2 separate regions of the Mus musculus genome follow, and region 1 is linked to region 2. The links are chromatin contacts, called in public promoter capture Hi-C maps. All regions are on one chromosome and are shown on one strand. Each heading gives the region's core, a stretch centred on a gene start, on an enhancer-like site or on the middle of the called end of the contact. The rest is flanking DNA. Distances are from core to core; before and after follow the strand shown.

Region 1 (7,225 bases), core at 2,455-4,954, 540 kb after region 2:
TTGTGTCTTCTAGCATAGTTTGAAGCCATTGGGAATGAGGTCATTACATAGGATATTGATTGATTCAGTTGTGCTTAGCCTTGAATGGGACACCAAAGTCCTTTGAACATGATGTGACTTCATGGCAGGAAGGAGAGACATGGATGAAGCTCCTGTCCATGTCTTAGAGAGTGGCTGTTACGTTGGAAAGCCCCATAGTAGACACCAGTCAGAGACACCTGGACACGCTCACTCACCTGTTTGCCCAGGGCCTGGGTAATATCATCCAAACTTGGGAAGGCTGCTGGGTCCATCTTTGCCAGAACACAGGCCATCTTGCTAAACAGCTTAGCTGCCAGGAGGTCCTTAAAGCAACAGAGCAGAAACGTGTTACCTATCGTCTCAGTACTAATGCACCTGCTCGCCTCAGGGGTGCAATACCCTGCTAGTCTGACCGAAATGCGGAACATCTCAGAAGGGCTGCACTCTGGATGCCAGAGCACAGGTCAGCTTCTGCTCCTGTCTCCTCTGCTCCTCCTGGTGAAGGTTTTATCTCCCAGGTAGGGTAGGATGGTAATACAACAATGTGGATGATCTTAGGGGCCTGCTCTGCTACTCTAAGGCTCTTGAGAGCCTCAGTTTGTTTGTTTATTTTATCAATAAAGCAGGAGGAATAGCCTTTCTTCTGTGGAGTTGTCATGGAAATGAGGTGAGAGCTGAGGTCCTCACTGCCTGGGGGAATGTTGTATAAGCTGCAGAGGGCTCTCTTGAGTACCCAGGGCAGTTGGGAGGCCTCAGTCAAGACTTGGGTTCTAGAGCTAGGTCTGCCTGCATACCTCTTCCTTGTGGTCTGTTATTTGTTCTTCCCTGGCTTGGATCATAGCTGCAGTTTGCTGCTGCCGGGTCTGACAGAGCCCCAGGTACAGCTGCAAGAAACTCAGCCTCTAGATCAGTCGTTTTCAACACACTGGCTCTGACCCTTTGGGGGTCAAATGACCTTTTTCACAGAGGCTGAATATCAGATGTTCACATTATAATTCATAACAGCATGAAAATTACAGTTATGAAGAAACAATGAAATAATTTTATGGTTGCGGGTCACTGCAACATGAGGAACCATATTGAAGCATCACACTAATGGGAAAGTTGAGAACCTGGGCTCTAGCAGTAATTCTGCCTTCCTTGCGCCACCTAGTGGCCTACTGTGGAATGTTTCCCTGAGGAATTTTTTTTTTTTACTTGGCTTCTCATAGCATCCATTAGAGGCAATCTGTAGTCCGGGAGGATTCAGGGAATCTCCTTGGGAAGTTAAGAGTCAGGGAGGTGAAGAGAGAGAAGGCGTTAGGGGAAGATAACCTAGCGGACGCGGGGAGAGTGGAGAGGACACCTTGTGTCTATTCTGAGTCTTCCAGTGTGCTGGAGAGAATGTGACAGAGTGAGGAGGACCTGGGTGGCAAAGGGCTGAGTGGGGAGGCTGGGTGGTGACTTCGTTCCATCCTTTAAAGTCCCACTAGGTAGGAGAGGCAGCTGCTGGAGTTGTTTTGCAGATTTGGCAACCGAGGCACGCTAAACAGAAAAATATTCTCCGCGGTCACAGAAGATTTTATTAAAGAGTTCGGCTAAGTCACAGGGTTACTCTTCCTGGTTATGTGTCATCCTAAGGGGCCTCGTTACTGAAGGAGGTGGTGATTCATAGCCGCATTCCTTTAGAAGTCAACATTAGAAGACAAACCAACTTCTATAGCACACCCCAGTCCCTGAGGAAGACAGTGAAAAGGCTTCCATTTGGAGCAGACCTAAGAGCTCTCTTGTCCTTGTAATAAGTGCGTTTCACATCTTACGTTCTTGTAGTCCATGACTCCATCCCATTCACTCTGAACGCTGTTGTCTCGGATGCTGACCACACCTCTGAGGGCATCGACATGGATGGTCTGGGTCCCCACAGAGCCATCCAGAGGATAACTGTCGCTAGTGTTCTAGAAGGAGCAATCAACAATGAGTAAAGCCAGTGGCCCCAAGTGTCTATCTGCTCATCCTGTGCAGGGTTAAGGGGGAATCCATGAGAAACTACAGGAATAATACCCCTGGGTATTATCTTTGAAATGTTTCTGCTAAAAGACATAGGTAGACTGGACCCTCTCCACCATACTCACCGTCAGCGCCAGAGCTGGAACTAGAAAGACAGTCACAAGAATGGAAGGCGCAATCTGAAATGGAACAAAGGTCACTGTGCTTAGTCCTTGGCCTCTGATGAGCTTAGACTCCAGGGCTGCCTTGCTGGGGTCCACAGCTTTCACCTCCCTCCATCCCTGCAGAGTTCCCAGGTGTGTCAGGACACTATAGCTTACTGTGTTCACACAGGGTGTGCCTGCTGCTCAGGAGGCAAGGTTTTGTCAGTCACTCAAGGACACTCCTATGTGGCTTCTACTGTCAATCACTGGGATAGATTTAGCCAACCTGACAGGGTAGGATCAGCCTGGACCACTATAGCTCAGGCCTCCCACTCTTCCTTTTTGTGCTACCTCTCTACTTCCAGGGCTGGGCACATCCTCTACTCCAGCTCTTGATCCAAACCCCAAATCTCACAGTCAGCCCTATTCCGCCTCTGCCCACCCTCCATCCCCCCTGGAAACTGACACCCTCCAGGCTTCCTTTCCTCTGAATTCTCTTACCTTGCCTAAGAAGAAAGCTACTCACTGTTATTTGCATACTATTTTGGGGGAAATTATGTTAGAATGTACCTAGGCCTTAAAATATTTAAGTTGTTCAGTTCCTCTATGTGGTGTGCTCTGCCCATCAAGGGAGTTTTCTGCAGCAGACATTAATAAAAGAATAGGGGGCTGGGTTAAGCTAGCCATAGTTTCTTGTGTACTTGAGGCTGGCCCAGCTCAAGTGCACCCATCATGACAAGTGGGACTGGCAGGGTCCTCCCTTCTCTTAACATCCATGAAAAGTCGGCATCTGGCTTCAGTAACAAACGGGGCCCCTGAAAGTCAAAGGAAGCGGCTATTCTACAGTGTTATCATCACCACAGTGCAGTGCAGCGCAGCTGCCATAGACACAGAGCTGCAGAGGGTGAAGCTGCTTTAGTGAAAGCTGGATGTGGTCGTGCCTGCCTTGAATGCCAGCACCCAGGAGACTTAGATGGAGGATTTGGAAAGTCTGAGACAAGCCACAGCGAGTCAAAGTAGCCTGGACTACAGAATGAGGCCTTGTCTTAAAAAAGCCAGAGGGACAAAAAGCACTCTATCCCAGCTGGCCCCACATGCATCTAAGCTATTCCCCACTGGCAATTTGTAAATACGGAAAACCACTGCAGACAAGACTCCAGCATATGAGTATCTACCTGGCCTCCAAAGAGTCTTGACTTTTAAGAAATTAGTTATTGATTCCATTAGAGGACACCCTTCCTTCAGATTCTCCAAAACAGAAGTGCCAACAGAAGATTGCACACCCAATCATCGTTTGAAAATTCTGCCTGGGTTGATTTGAACAGTTCCTGGGGCAGGGAGGATCCAGACCTCCTTGGCTGGTCTGACTGGGATATATATATGCTCCACATTCAAAGTTAAAGATGTACTCACAAGGCGTCTCATGTTGTCTCTCTCCAGCGAATGCAACGGCATGCATAATACAATTTTCTATGATCCGTTCATTTCCCAAGTCTAGTTTATATAGACTTCAGCCTCTCAGGTCTCACTATGATAAGGGGCTCAGGGACTGGTTATCTACGATCCAGAAACCATTAGGGGGAAAGCTAGTTATGTAATTACGGTTATCATTTCCTTTTACTAGATCCGAGTGTTTTTCTTTCTCTCAATAGCTCGGCAGGTTCCAAGGCAAACACTGGATAAGAATAGGTCTTTGTGGCTCGTGTACTCCTGACCCCAGAGCCACTGTGTAAGGACTTATAAGCTGCTGATACAAAATCAAGGGGATCACACTTGAACTTCTTGATTTCTGAAAAGTATTCTTTTCCTAACAGTGAGAGCGGGTCGAAGAAACCTCATAAAACCCAAGAGACAAACTGATTTACAAGATTATTGATTGGCAAACAGTCTTGTCCCTTCCTCATCCAAACACAGATCACACAGTTTGCTCTGCACCCTCTGCCTCCACCAACTTCATCTCTATTCATTTCTTCAATGCCCTCTCTGTCTGACGTAGCTCAGGTCCCAGTGAACTCTCTGATGCTTGGTCCCACTAATGTGGATTTTCTGGTTTGCCTCTTCATTTCAGGGTAGTTTTTCTACCAAATCAAACCAAACCAAACCAAACAAAACCTTTGACTTGCTGCAGAACTACTGAGACATGAGGAACTCTGACCCTCACACAGTAGCACCAATTCAAGGGCTTTCACACACTTGTTTTTTCAAGCTCTGATTGGTGGCGCCCCAGACGTCTGGATGAAATTCAATTCCCTAGAGTCAGACATTTCTTTCAAGAGGAGGATTACAGAGATGACCCTGGGCATCAACGTGATCAGAGCAAGGAAGGCAGGCAGGCAGCTCAGCCCTGACTGGGCTCGGTGCAATTTGGCTATGGGAAGAGCAAATAGCTAGGCTTTGGAAACTGCCAGGTCACTCAGGGTTGAGATAACACCATAATCCCATCTGCAGTGTTCCTGATACTTTATAAAAAACAACACACGGCCCACATACTCAGCCACCACTGTGTCAGCAAAACAGATTACAGAAGATTACAAGGAAATATAACTACATGTGTTTATATGTGCCTTATAAATAGAACTTATAGGCCAATACCACAGTCATGATTTCAGCTTTGTAGTGCCAGTGGTGTGGGTTGGGAGGAACTGCGCTGTTAACCATTTTGCAAATGAAGACAGATTAATGGTGCCAATCACATTCAACTCCTACCTCTGCACTAGCCAGTACTATGACTGCACAGCTAAAATGTGAGTTCGAATTTCTGGACTTCAAAGGATCAAACTGTATGTATTTCCTTCCAACCACAATGTCCTTTAGAGTTAATTTATATTCAGCTGCAGATCAAAAAGGGCAAAGGTTCTAATTCTATGCCACCACCCAAGGTCTTCTGTGTTTAAGGGTTACTGTGTGAACAACTAATTTCGTTGGAGTCTCTCTTCAAGTGGGGAGCAGAAGCCATTCAATGGGCAGCTAGGTACCCCTCCTCTTATGCTAAGGAGCAGAGAAACCAAACTACAGGCAGCTATGTCCTAGAGGGAGAACCAGCAGGTGATCCCAAATGAGCTTCCATTCTGGAAAGATCTATGAGAGGACACCTAGCTAGGGCTCCAGACAGGAAGGAGACTCCAGTCCGTAAAGAGATGCAGAGAAATGGCCTCAGGGAATCAGAAAGCCTTGCAGAGGCAGCAACCCCTGCCCTTCACCAGTATCCATCACGAGGGGGCTCTAGCAGTCATTCAACTTTCTCCTCGGATGTTCAGTGAGACCAGTCTGGGGTTTCACTCCCTACTAAATGGAGTCTCTGTTGACTGATGAAAAGAAGCTATGATATTTTTAACAATAAAAGACCTCAGGCAACTGGAGTTAAAATAAGAGCATTGGACTGCTACTTTAAATAATGGTGGTTCAGCTGGTGACTAAATAATCTATCCACATTCAGTTTTGCAAAGGCCACTAACCATGTGTCAGGAGGAGTGGCCAAATCTGTTCAACCTTGGCCTCTTACTGAGCAACACGTTCACTGAGATGACGTTTAGAAAGTACCTCCTTTTGAGTTTACATATGATTTTTCAACATGCCTCAAGCTCTTCTGGTCCTCAGTATGACTTGGCTACTGCTGCCCCTTGCCTCTGCCTTCAGACACTTTCTAGTCTATCACATACACTGAGCACATCTGGCCTTCCGTCTTGCCCATGGGCCGCCCTGGCTTTGCTGACTAGGCCCCCTGTTCATGACTGGACACCCTAATTTCATCCTTTTCTGCCTTCTCTGATTTATGTTTGGATACTATACGCCCCCACCCCCAATCTCTAGGCTTGCCTCACTCCCAGGCAAATGTCTTCCTTGTAAGCGTAGCTCCTTGCCTGTAACCCTTGTGTGCATGTTTCCATTGGGTTTCATTTGTTTGTATAGTTGTGTGACCAGGGCATTAAATTGGACACCTATGCCACTCAACTGCCAAGTTCATAAATTAGAAATTTTGTTGTGTTTTCTGGTAAAACTGCAGCACCAGAGGAGATATTCGGGAATTCATATGCTAAATGGCTGAATAAGTGGATTTTATGCACGACGCATTATCCATATGTCATGGTTAGTTTTGTTTGGTTTGGTTTTGTTTGGTTTGGTTTGGTTTGGTTTGGTTTGGTTTGGTTTGGTTTGGTGTGGCAAACCCTAGAGCTATCTGGGCAGGGGACTCTCAACTGAGAAAATGTCCTGTAAGACTGGCCTGGAGGCAAACCCACTGGAGCATTTTCTTACTTAGAGACTGATGGGGAAGGCCTGGGGACCCTTTCTTTCTCAAGTTCCTTTTGGTCACAGTGCTTTATAACCACAACAATAGAAACCCTAAGCTACCACGTTTGTGTTTCCTGGAATTCTTAGCAGTAAATAACAAGGAGCAAATATTTGTTTAAGTCAATGGCAAATAATGAAATCAATGTGAACAAGGAAGGCAACTAAAATATGAATATTACAGCCCTCTCTGTAACCCCAGCTACAGTTCAATTAAGGTTATCTGAGAGACATCATTAATATTTTTGTCCACAAACTTGTGAGTATGAGGTGAAGGGGAAGGCCAGAAAGGCCAGGCATCAGCAATGCTGTTTGCCCTTTATCTTGCATCCTGGAGCCTTGGCAGGACCCAGACTCCTTTGCCGGATGCCTGGTCCTGTTGGTGTTTGTTCGGCACACTTTGATCTTCTGGATACACACGGTGCCCACTGCAAACCAGAAACACCTTTGTCGGTGACTCACAGTCTCCAGCTGCAGTCTGGATGCTGACATCTGGGTTGGCCTCTGCTGTGATCTTCTCACCTTTGCAGCCCAGGTGCTCAGCACCAGTGAGACTTTCCCATGCTGTTCCTGTATACTGCTCCCCAGTTCCTCATTCTGGGCAGAAGGTAAATCTCTAACAAGGCCACCAACATACCAATGTCCTGTGTTCTGTCTGAATCAGCTCCTTTTCACAGAGTGCAATGCACCGGGTGTCTGACCTTCACGCAGGTGCCACTTGTTTTATATTCCTGTTTCCATGCCTTCAAAAAGAAACCGTTTCCATTAAGCAATTGCTCCCCCTCCCT
Region 2 (6,556 bases), core at 1,571-4,070:
TCGGACGTGTTATAGAAAGTGTGTTAAGTTTGCAGAATGACTCATTTGAGAGTATCTTGTTCTTGAGAACTAGTGAGCTCTGGTTTTGTGGTTAATGGGTATCAAGATCTAGTGTTCTATGGTCAAAGCTCTAGAGAGCCACATAGATTCCTACTTGTGCTTAAGGCTTTTAGTCAGTTTCTTCCTCCTAAGTAGACAGGTTAAGTTTGAGCTCAGAAGCCAAAGTGTTTGGGCTTGAATCCTGGTGTTGCTAGCTGCTGCCAGTGTGATTCTGGGCTTATTATCTACCTTGTGATTCAGTTCTTCACCTTTAAAATGATCTTAAAAATAGTACTCTATAGCCAGGCGGTGGGAGCACATGCCTTTAATCCCAGTACTTGGGAGGCAAAGGCAGGCGGATTTCTGAGTTCGAGGCCATCCTGGTCTACAAAGTGAGTTCCAGGACAGATAGCCAGGGATATACAGAGACTCCCTAAACCAAAAAAAGAAAAAAAAAAAAAAAAAAAAAAAAAGAAAAAAACCAACCCCCCCCCCAAAAAAGTACTCTGTTTCATAGGTGACAGTGAGGATTAAATAATATAATATATACAAAACTAGAAAACCTGAGTAATAATTGCTATTAATATTAGTCCTTGAAAGGATGAAAACAATAGATTTAGTCTCCTATTAGTCACTTAGTTATTTCTGTCAGATTGTGATCAAGCTATACTTTAAAAACAAACCAACCAACCAACCAGTGTGTTCCAGCATTTGGGAGGCAGAGGCAGGCAGGTTCCTATGAGTTTGAGGCAGCCTGATTTACAAAGAGAGTTCCAGGCCAGGCAAGTTACAAAGTATGACAGCCATTTTCATCCCCCCACCCCCACCCCACTCGCGCATACACACCAGTCAATCAATGTATAGGAATGATTGCTGCAGTCCCCTTCTGTTAAACAGTGGTCTTTCACTCAGGCTGAGTGCCTACTAAAAGCATGTTACTCAGTGGGAGTAGGCTGCCTTACTCCTTCTGGAAAACCTTGACTGTCTGAAGTGAGGCTTGAGATTTGAGCAAACCTGGTCTGTACCAGGAGAGTGGAGAAAATTAAAACCCGATAAGGCACCAGGGCTCGATGGACAGACTAACAGACTCTTTAAAGGTCGGTCAAAATTAATGGTGCTGAGAAAGATGAGGGGCTGTAAGCCCACTAAGATTTCCCATCTATTTTAAGACACACACTAAGCTTCTGTAACAGAAATCAAGCCTTTTAAGGAAGGCGAGGAGAACACACCCTGGGCTGAGTTAGGAAGATGTTCCGCAGGTGCTGAGTCTCACCCTTAAGGTGGCTGTAGGATTGTGTGAACTGAGGTGGCAATACTGGCTCTCTCCGGAAGTTAAGATGCTATCTCTCTCCGGAGAGTTATATGACTATGGTACCACATGAAATAAGAAACCGCAATAGCCACCGCCAGCACAGCCGGACTCAATATTCAGATTAACCAAGAGCCATCTTTTTTTGTTCTATTTTTCAAGACAGGGTTTCTCTGCATAGCCCTGGCTGCCCTGGAACTCATTCTGTAACCCAGGTTGTCCTCGAAATCAGAAATCTGCCTGCTTCTGCCTCCCAAGTGCTGGGATTAAAGACGTGAGCCACCACTGCCCAGCAAGACCCATCTTTTTTTATTTCCTGGGGGCCCCCTTCTAGATCTTCCTCAAGTGCCTGAAGTAGAAATTCTGGGATGAACTGCAAGAGGGTAGTTGCATCTTTAAGAAGTGTGGGGAGCTGGTGGAAAAATAACCTATACTCAAAAAAGAGAAAAAACCATGTATTTCTTGGGGGAGAGGGCAGGGGAGGCAGGGATTTGGCACGACAACAACATCTTCTGTGAAGCAATCTAGGAGGAGAGATCTCAATTCCTTTCCAAATCCTTAGCATTTGACAGGTGCCAATCACACAGCCCTGTACTCTATCCGCACCCAAGCGATCCTTAGTAAACACAGCATCTTCTTGCGAAAGATTCTGAAGAGAAAGCAGTAGGTGTGTCTAAAGTTCCCTTTAAAGGCGTGAATATATCTGGTAAGGACCAGGCAAATCTGGGTCGGCAGAGGGCCATGGTTTGGGGTGGAGCCCAAGGATGGATGTAGCCTGGTCCCTAGATGCTCCGTGTACTGGATCTCCCGCAGTTCCTTCTTCGACCCTCAGGCTTCTCAGTTCTCATCGTGGTCGGGGACCGGAAGACACCTGCTTTGTTTCCTTCAGCACCGAGATTCCGCTCGGCTCCCTGCTGGCATCATACCCACTTCTCCCCAGCCCCCAAGCCTTCAGTACCTCCGCTCCCATGACGTCGGGGAACTCCCAAACCCAACTGGGGCGAGGCAGCTAAACCGCGTCCTTCAGGTGTCAGTCCGGACTCCTGTGAAACCACAATTCCCAGAGTGCCTCTGTCCATGAGGCCAAGCCATAGATAAAATGGCTACAGAGAGTGGGACGTGCAGCTGGAAAACTAGTCTCTGGTGACTTTAGCAGATGTACTTAAATACCCGAAGCCTCACTTCTGCACCACTCCACTATCATCTCCAGTCCCTGGAGACGGCGTCCGAAGGTGCGCTCGCTCCCGGGGCATCTTGGGAATTGTAGTCCAGATGCCAGATTACCCCGAACTACTCTTCCCAGGGTGCTCAGCGGCAGGACTACGGCAACGCTCTCTTCCAAGTGTCTCTGTCCCGAGTTCCACTGCTCTGGTTCCCTTCTTGCCATCGGTTTCTTTCGCTCTGTAGCTATAGCTGGTGCACCTGAGACGGCCCCTGAGAAGGGGCTGTGCGGCCCTGAGAAGCACTTCCGGTGGCAGGTCACTTCCGGGTGGGTGGTCGGAGCCGACGGGCGCGCGCGCGGGGGAGGGGCGGCCTCAGCGCGGCGCTCGGGGATCAGCTGGCGGGCGGGCGGGCGCCGAAGCGGCCCCGGCTCTGCGGCAGCGCCGCCTCCTTCGTGTCGCAGGCCGGCGGCCGTGGCCATGTCGCGGGGCTGGTAGCTGGGCTCGCCGCCGAGCGGCCGCTAGTGGGTGTCCGGGGCCCGGGGCGGGGGTCCGGGCAGGGGTCCGGTGCGTTTCCAGGGCTTTCCCGAAGAAAATGCACGCAGCGTTTCCTCTGGATGACGGCCTGTGCTTTCCCTAGGACCCGGCAGTTAGGCTCTGGAGTGTGTTACTGATTCATCCTCTCTCTGCCTCTGTCATCGCAGGTTTAAACTTAAACGATCGCTCCCCGAGGAGGAGGGGACCCGCCGCGCGATTGACAGTCTATTCCTGCAGGCGCCGTCCCTCAGCCCCCACCCCACGGCCGGATTCCCGGGGCTCTGCTCAGGGCTGAAACCGGAGAAGAAATCCTTAGATCTCTTTTCTTTACAACAAATACGAACCTAGAAACCATCGGCATTTTGCCTTGGCATTTCATATTGGAAAGATGAAGAAGTTTTTCGACTCCAGGCGGGAGCAGGGGAGCTCTGGCCTGGGTTCAGGCTCCAGCGGAGGAGGGGGCAGCAGCTCAGGCCTGGGCAGTGGTTACATCGGAAGGGTCTTCGGCATCGGGAGGCAGCAGGTCACCGTGGACGAGGTGTTGGCGGAAGGTATGTTGGGAAGCCAGTGCGCGGTGAATTAATCTCGTGTGCTGATGTGGCAAGACTCTGGTTTCTAGTTGTATGAATGGGTTTTGACCAACTGACCCTCCCTTCCCCCTCTGCACTTTCCTTGCGAGTCATTGTCCTTGAGAGAATTAAAACTCAGACTGGGAATTGACAGGGCTTGGGGGGGCAGTATTGCCCAAATAGTTTACCTCAGTGGCCTTTCATTTGGGTGGGTGGGGGGAGCGCGTGGAGAAATCTCTTCCTTTGACCGAATTATTCGGATCCTATGTGTGAAGTATAAGTGAAATGCAGGGTGGTGGTCTTGCCATTTCCCTGAAACTTTAAATTCTGATGCGGAGGCTGAAGGGTGGGGATGGGGAGAGATCTTAAAGGAGAGGGGGGCTTCTCCCACCTAACTTTCCTATTTCTTTAAGTAGGTAGCCAAAGAGGATTTCTCTGGGGACAGGAATGCATTTTTTGGTGTTTTGGTTAGGTTTGTTTCTTTACCCAACTGCAGTGAGGTCCCCAGGATGTGGCTAAGATAAAATCATAAGCGAATGAGATGGTTTTGAACTCAGACGCCTAGGCCTCTTTTCTCCTTTTAGTTTCTATTAAGAATGACTTAGGATTGGCTCTGGTTTAGTGTTCTCTCAGTTGGAGAGGATGCTGTGTGGTTTCTCTCGGTGTGTGCTCGTTGGTCTATCTGTGCTCCTGCAGATACATATTTTTCTGCCCCAGGCTTTAGGGAAAATCTTGAGTGTTTCTTGGGTAACCTTAACCTCGACCTTCGTAATTATGCCAGACTGATACTTTTCACAGCTCATTGCCTGCTTACTGTGCTTTTATTTTTAATAAAAGCAGCAATTTCCTTGGCATGAAGCAATTTAAACTAATTGGATAGGACCAGTCTGCTGTAGGTTGCGTTACAGCCTGCCAAGGCTTGGGTCTGGGGGAGGCCTCAGTGAAGGCAGCATGGTGGTAGAGGCTAGTCTATCAGCGAGGGAAGGAGGAATGAGAGCTAAGCAGCCCCTTCGAAAAGGAGGCTTTTGCAAGCTGAGGTTGAAGGAAGGACCTCTACCTGGGCCTAGGAACTGCCTGTCATGGTGAGTCTTGTAGGGTGGTGGACGGGTGGGTGGGAAGAGGCCAAAGCTGTGTTAGACTTAGTTTGTGTAAGTACTGGATTTGGCAAGGCCCAGTTTCTGAGGATACATTGAAGCCTATACTTAAAAAGCACAATTTTGAAGAGATATCTGATAATTTCCTTGTAAATTACTGCTGCTTTTTTTATTTTTTATTTTCCATTCTTAGTATTGTTCCGACTGGACTTAATCTGGGCCTGAGTTACAATCCTTTCTGAACCTTTCCTTGAGGATTCTGGTGCAGGGTGGGAGATGCTGCTATGTCTGCTGCCAGATCTGTACCTTGGAATCTGAGCTGACTCTTATCCTGTAGCCAAAGTCCTTGACTACAGTGGGGGGTGGGGAGGGAGAGGGGGGTGAGAGAGAGAGAGAATGAGGAAGGAGATGAGATCAGGAGGATGGCCTCAGAGCCCAGGAACATTTTTTTCAGCTAGGATGTTTTCTCATCACGTGTTGCCCTAAGCTTTGCTTATTCTCTGAGTCTGGAAGAGTGGTGGGAAAGAGAAAACACAGAATCAGCCTTTGTTTTCTAGGCTTCCCTGGAATTCATCCTGAGAGCTGCACATTGTGCATTCTGATATTTTAAAAAGTAGAACTTTGGGCTTGGATCTGTTGATTCATTCGTTTATTCATTCAGCCAACAGTCACAGAGTGCTTGTGATGTGGCCAGTTCTGTGCTAGGCTCTGGGGACATGATGTTTAACTAGATGTTAGCATTTCAGAGCTGTTTGAAGAGATAGAAAATGGACAGTTAGTGATAGTGTCACCGTAAGAGTAACCTACGGATCAGTTGCTACAAATCTTGTCCTTAGGGCCCCTCAGTGTTAGGGAGCTAAGACACGTTTTGTGGAATGAGCGAGTGTGGTAACAGCACGGGCTGAGGCTGTGCATGAGTGTAGCATTTAAAATTTGGTCTGGCAAATTTTTTGGCTATGATTGAGCTTCAGTTGTGGCCTTTGAAGTACGTGACTATGTAGGAGTCAGTATTTATGTGGCACTACTGAGTTCAAAGACACTGCTAAGGTTTAAAAGGGGTGAGAGATAGAAACTCTAAAGTGTGATGCGTGCCTTTTAAAATTAGCCAGTGGGTTTCATTGAGGTGCTGAGATCATGCTTGTGTTGTGCAAGGTAGCCAGGTAGCTACATCTCCAGCCGTGATGTCTGCCTTTAGGGAACTGCTAGTCAGTGTAGGAAGAAAATAAATTCATTTGTACATATAGTAGTGTGCTTATGGCCACAGATCCTATAGTCGGACAGATTTAGGGTCAATTTTTGGATTTGTTTTTGTTGTTAAACCTTTTTACATCGTGTGTGTATGTTTTCTCTAAGATAGCTCACCATTTCCTGGACCTGTTTTAAAAAGCATCTATTATATTATTACTACTATTGTTGTGCATGTATGCTGCACACAAGAATGTGTGTGCATGTGTCACAGAGTGCAGAAGTCAGAAGGCAGCAGTGTGATGTTAGCTTGCCTCTTCTACCTTTACATGTGTTTTGGGGTCTAGAATCAGATTGTCAGACTTTTGTGACAAGTGCCTTTTCTTGGTGAACCGTTTTGTTGGTCCCCTCTGAATCTTTTGTTTGTTTCTTTTTTCTCTTCTTTATATTTTTCTTTTCTTTTCTCTCTCTTTCTTTCTTTCTTTCTTTCTTTCTTTCTTTCTTTCTTTCTTTCTTTCTTTCTTTCTTTCTTTCTTCTCCCTTTCCTCTCCTCTCCTCTCCTCTCCTCTCCTCTCCTCTCCTCTCCTCTCCTCTCCTCTCCCCCCTTTTTTTTAAACAGTTACGCAACTTAGATGAAGATATTCCACAGGAGCGCTTGTTAGA

What was found. Capture Hi-C pulls out chosen DNA fragments and counts their contacts.
Region 1: a contact with region 2 is called in a promoter capture Hi-C map of liver, with 2.0 times the contacts expected there. The contact joins the promoter of Gkn3 here to the promoter of 2610306M01Rik in region 2. A contact is called at or near these places in 2 of 115 datasets of contacts at active chromatin or transcription factors (bone marrow-derived macrophages and pancreatic cancer cells) and 1 of 9 other capture datasets (liver).

What each region holds. Positions count from the first base shown.
Region 1 is chr6:87,385,231-87,392,455 of GRCm38.p6, forward strand. Gkn3 (gastrokine 3) reads right to left here and starts at 3,705. Exons shown (of 6, transcript NM_026860.1): 1 at 3,564-3,705; 2 at 2,133-2,186; 3 at 1,821-1,955; 4 at 237-344. The coding sequence starts at 3,605.
Region 2 is chr6:86,846,620-86,853,175 of GRCm38.p6, forward strand. 2610306M01Rik (RIKEN cDNA 2610306M01 gene) reads right to left here and starts at 2,821. Exons shown (of 1, transcript NR_028298.1): 1 at 1,788-2,821. Aak1 (AP2 associated kinase 1) reads left to right here and starts at 2,886. Exons shown (of 16, transcript NM_001378654.1): 1 at 2,886-3,596. The coding sequence starts at 3,434.